2 separate regions of the Mus musculus genome follow, and region 1 is linked to region 2. The links are chromatin contacts, called in public Hi-C maps. All regions are on one chromosome and are shown on one strand. The core of a region is the stretch at or near the end of the contact, and the rest is flanking DNA. Distances in the headings are between cores, read along the strand shown.

What was found. Hi-C and Micro-C count contacts between places; a contact is called where the count stands out from the background.
Region 1: a Hi-C map of the Ba/F3 cell line shows a contact between it and region 2, with 3 times the contacts expected there. The contact joins two enhancer-like sites. A contact is called at or near these places in 3 of 484 Hi-C or Micro-C datasets (the Ba/F3 cell line, embryonic stem cells and palatal mesenchyme).

What each region holds. Positions count from the first base shown.
Region 1 is chr3:107,851,622-107,854,321 of GRCm38.p6, reverse strand. No RefSeq gene overlaps it. Among named protein-coding and RNA genes, the nearest start is that of Eps8l3, 24 kb to the left of the region's middle. Within about 2 kb of position 1,376, at least 72 of the 459 cell types and tissues checked have an H3K27ac peak or open chromatin away from gene starts, as enhancers often do. A contact at or near this core is called in the Ba/F3 cell line, where this site is marked.
Region 2 is chr3:107,355,735-107,358,434 of GRCm38.p6, reverse strand. No RefSeq gene overlaps it. Among named protein-coding and RNA genes, the nearest start is that of Gm35700, 7.7 kb to the left of the region's middle. Within about 2 kb of position 1,339, at least 96 of the 459 cell types and tissues checked have an H3K27ac peak or open chromatin away from gene starts, as enhancers often do. A contact at or near this core is called in the Ba/F3 cell line, where this site is marked.

The DNA of each region.
Region 1 (2,700 bases), core at 127-2,626, 500 kb before region 2:
ACATTGAGGCTGACCATCAAGAGATCTGGGAGTGGAAGATATGGCATCGCTGTAGGGATGATCGTGTTGTAGGGTGTAGAAAGGAGATGGAGCCCCACCTCAGCATGAGGGATAAAAAGGGACCAAAGCTCTAATGTGGTCTGCAGGGATAAAGCAGGAGCCCCAGCAAGCGCAGCACTGGAGGAATAGCCACAGATGGTCCTGGACCGTCTTGAGCAATAGCCCTGGGAGTAGCTGAGAAAATAGCCTCTGTCGTTGTCCTTGGCCGCCTCTGCAAGGTCCCCATGGCTATGTTATACACGGGTTGGTACAGGGCCCACTTCCTCTTCTGACCACGTGTGACTCCCTCAGTAAGGTCTTCATTCCAGTTCTTAAGCAGAGGTACCAAAGCTGGGCTCTCCACACAGACCTAGGGATTGTTGAACAGTCAAAGAGAGAAACAGCTTTGAGAAGACGGTGCGTTCTTCCAAGTACATGGATGCCTCTTGACTTACAACGGGTCTGGTTTCCAGTAAGTTTATCGTACATTGAGAGTGTCATTGAAGATGCAGTTCATATACCCAGCCTCCCCAAAACCATGGCTTAGCAACTCAGTACACTGTAGGGTCTCATTGTTGCTTGCCACCATCACATGGTTCACTAGGAGCTGTGGCTGCCTGTCACTTCCCAGCCTCACCAGAGAGGGCCAGATTACATATCCATAGTCACGGGAAAAGACCCACATTCAAAGTGTGTTTTCTGTTGTATTGTGTGCATTGCTTTCATAGCACTAAGCTAGACAGCCACTGTAAGTTTGGAACCGTCTGTAGTCGATTGGATAGTTTATAATTAAATTACGAGTCAAAAATATCCACTTCTGAGATGCCTGTTTCTTCTCACGGTTGCCAAGACAACTGGTCCTGTTTAGAGCATACTGTGTACCAGGTACTTCAAAAGTCTCTGTCACTCTTTAATGTTCAGGATGTGGGTGCTTTTTGGTCACCATTTTAAAGGTGACAAAACCGAAACAAAGAAAGCACCTTTCCCAAAGTCAGGCACAGAACCAGCAAAGCTGGAAAAGGAACCGCCAGCCACATCTCCCTACCCCAAAGGCCTTCAGCAACAGAGTCTGCACTTTTGCAGCATCCAGAGTACACACATGCAGAGCCCAGGACCCAGGCTTCCAAGGAGGAGTTCTCCAGGCCTCCATCAGGTACCCTTCTCATATCCCATAGCAGTGTGGACACCAGGGCAGCAAAGGGGCGGGGCAACCACAGCCCACGAACCCTAGGGGCTCGTGAGTTTCCACTGCCCACCAGCAGGTTTCACAAGCCTTCTGACGTTGACAGGGTGTCCTAAATGGGGAGAGCAGGAAGCTCAGAGCCCTGTGGTCTGCCGGCATTGCTCAGAGTTTCCTGGGCTGAGTCTTTCCGTGGGGCCTCCACGGGGCTCTGCCAGTACCCCCATCCTGAGGCTTTGTGGGTCTCATCTGGCTCTGAGAGATATATTCCCCTGTCTCCAAGTCAGAGGGCTCTGCATCTGGGTGCTAATCCTCAGAGGCCCCTGAATCTGCCAGTGGTCGTAAGGTGGCTGATAGTTTATAGGGACCAGTTCTACCAGGTGGAGCGGGGACTTTCAGTCAATAGACCTGAGTCCTTCAGATTCAATGCTACTGGCATTGTAGTCACAGGCAGGGGTCTTATCGCCCAAACTCCTGCCTTCATCCACTTTCCAAGAGGTGCAGAACACTCAGCAACAGAAAAGTGCCTCAAGGACTGGTAGGTCTGGCAGAACCCTGGCCTGCCCCACAACCTGCCTGTCTTCCTTCTGAAAACTTCTCAGAGGCTGGGTTTCTAGGTCTCTGCAGAAGAGAGGAAAGACATGCTAGGGGAAGATAGTACCAGAGGCAAGCCGGGGGTGGGGGTGGGGGGGGAGAGGATAACGGGATCAATCTGGATCTGCACTGGGCTCTCATATTAATTCATTTCTAGGAGGGAGGGATCCTTACCCTATTTTATAGATGAGGTCCAGAGCACTAAACACATTGCTCAGTGTTACAGAGCTGGAAAATGGGAACATAGGCAATCTGGAATGAGGATAAATGGAGACAGGGGTGGTGACACTGGAAAGGATGGGAGAGTTACCAAAGGCTGGACACATCCATCCTGCTTACTGCTGCAGGGCAGTGTCCGGCGCAGGGCTTGGAATACAACGGAGACTCTACACACACGCTTCTGAGGTGTTGACCCATTGCTGATCTGGAGACACACTACACTTAGAAAGGGATGCTCGAGTTGTGGGACTGGAGGTCAGAGTGGGACCCCACACTGCTGTCCTCAGGCAGCCAGGCTCTTTTCCCAGTGAGACTGCCGACTCCACACAGACAAGACCCAGCGGAAAGTCAGGGCTGTGCTATTTGTTCATTTTTGTGTTTTTGGTTATGTGTGTGGTGTGTATGGTGTATTGTGTGTGTTCATGTGAAAGGGGTTGCACACACACATGTACACACCTGTGGGTGGAGGCCAGATGTCTATGCCTGTCTTCCTCTACACTCTCAGTCTCTCACTGGACCAGATGGTCACTGACTTGGCGGGACCAGCTGACCAGCGAGCTCTAGGGCTTCTCCTGTCTCTAAACGCCTCAGTTCTGGGACTACAGGCAGATGCCTTTGCGTTTGTTACCTGGATGTTGGGAACTCAAACTCTGATCCTCACGCTTGTA
Region 2 (2,700 bases), core at 90-2,589:
CTTGAAGGACTAATAGCCTCGTGGGTGTCCCTCCTCCCTGTCCAGCACAAGAGGTACCTGTCACAGATATGATTCTGGTACATGGTGTGCCACTAAGAAGGACAGAGGGGAGGAGACTCAACAACACTTTCACACACTGGAGAGTTCTTCCACTTCATCTTTATGACAGTCTCACCAGCTTACAGAGGAGAAAAACGAGGTTGGAAATGGCCGACTCAAGGTTTCATAACCTCTGGTTGGCAAGACTAAGAGAAAGAGCTAATCTGACTCCAAGTCTGTCCTCTAACCATTAAGAAATATGATCTGGCATTCACCTAGCCACATCCGTCCACTTAGCCCTCCCCCTCACCTCCAAATGGAAGTTTCCTCCCAGACCAAAGAGGGCTCTGAGCTTTGGTAAACTCTCTTGAGGCAACCTGCCCCACCCATCAGTGCTCTGCATGGGTCTGGCCTCCCCTTTACTCTAAAACACAGCTTGAGGTGAGCCTGCTACTTAATTGTTTGATGGAAGAACTTCCTTGCCCCGACCCTGAGCTATCCCACATGTAGCTGTACATCACTGTGAGGCAGGAGGACCCTAAGTTCCAGGCCAGCCTGGAGTCTGGAGTGAGAATTTATCTAAAAAAAAAAAAAAAAGCCAAGTACTGCAGCAAGCTATTTCAAGCAAAATAAACCAAACACCCCCCCAACACAGACACAGACACACACACACAGACACACACAGACACACAGACACACACAGACACAGACCACACACACAGACACACACACACAGACACACACACACACACACAGACACACACACACACACACACACACAGACACACACACACACACACACACACACGATCTCATCCTTCCCTCTACAAGCAACGGTGACTTCTGCAAGCCCAGAGGCATGAGTGCTCTTGGCAAGGTGGTGTTCGAGGCCTCACAGTTTCTGTGTTGAGTCCCAGTGTGTCCACCCCTGTCAATGTTGCCATTTGGCAGGACCAAGTGACCTAGTTTCTCCCCACACCCCTCCCCCCGCCCCCCTCCCCGCCAGAAGCTAGGCTGCAGGCTGTGCAGAGTTTGGCATCTGCGGGTCTTTTCTGCCCTCTGCTGGTCGCTAGGCAGGAGGCTCGCCAGGGCTAGCAATCCCACGTGGGTCTACTGCGGGGAACTGACTCGCAGGCCTATAAATGTTTGCTGAGTTAACTGAGTAAGAGGATTGTGTACCGTTCTAGGCTCTGGGGCCTAAGGAGGCCAGAGTCAGGACTGCTGCTCTGCAAACTCGTTACATTCAGCCAAACCAGGGCCCAATTCCCCAGTTGCTTTCCTTCTTTTTGCTTCCCCACAGGCTCCTCCTCTTCCCTCCCTCAAGGACTGTTGCCTGGCTAGGGAGAACTGAGTCAGCAAAGCCAAGTCAGTAAGTTGCCCCACCACCTGTTGCGTTACCTCTGACCAGTCCCTTAAAGCCATCTGAAGTCCCTCCTTGATTATCTCGTTTCCTCTCCGAGTCGTTGCTTCTGTTTTCTTGTGGCATCTTCAGAACACTCTTTTTACTTGCTACTGAATCTGTTCCTGACACATCTACTGGAAGTCCTGGCTCTGTCCCAGGTCATCACTCAGAAGTTTGATCTGTCTGCCCTCCTGGTGGCCTTTCAGAGCCTTCACTAGCAACTACATCTCTGAGACTTCCGTTTCCCTAAACACAAGCAGAAAGCCCACTCAGAGCCCTCTACTTTTGAGAGATTTGTCTTGATAAAGACATCTTAAAAACCAAAAAGTCTAGAAGACTCACAAAAGGACCACCTAGTGCTGACGGTTTTATAGGTCATGACAGCCTGCCACAGCAGCCCTCTGAGTAGTATGGTAAAAGAATTGGAGAGGCTTTTAATTTCTATGTATACTGTGTTTTCTATTTAAAATGTACGTACGGAGCTCTTTCATGTGCTGTATATCAGGGAATGAAATTTGTTATTTTGTTTTTAAACTAAATTTAAGGATGAGGAAAGTGGGGCCACAGAGAAGAAAATATTTCTCTGGTGATTATACAGGAAGAAAAAAACAATGATGCTCACACCCAACCTTCCAATCCCCAAACCTTGGGTGTTCATTCCAAGAACACTGCTGGCTCTGCATCTTGAAAAACGTGAAAGAACAGAAACCAAAACCTAAGTAAAGCAGAGAAAAAGAATCAAGCAGTCATGTGCTGTGTTTAACGTATTCAAACAACCGCATAAAGGATGGGCTATTCTTCCCACCTGACTTTCCACAGTTAGTATTCAAAACTACACTTAAGAGGCTGGGCCCACTCAGTAAAGCGCTTGTGGTGCAAACATGAGAATCTGAGCTGGGAACCCCAGAACCCTGGTAAAAGTCAGTCAAACCTGGCAGTAATAAGCTTAGTGTGGGGTGGGTGAGATGGGTGGAGATGGGCGGATCCCTGATTGTTAGCCAGGTACCATTTCCTGTCTGTTGTTAATGTTAAGTAACTGACTAGAAGCAATCTAAGGAAAGACTGTTTCATCTAGTTTACCCTTCCTAGTCACAGGACAACATAGAGGAAAGTCAAAGCAGGAACCTGAAAGTGAATTTTTTTCTTTTTCTTTTTTTTTTTTTTGTAGTGTTACATCTCAGTCCAGCAGGAACCATTGGACGATGATGCTCACTAGTTTGCTAGCTCACAGGCTAGTGCCTAGTTACATTTCTGTCTGT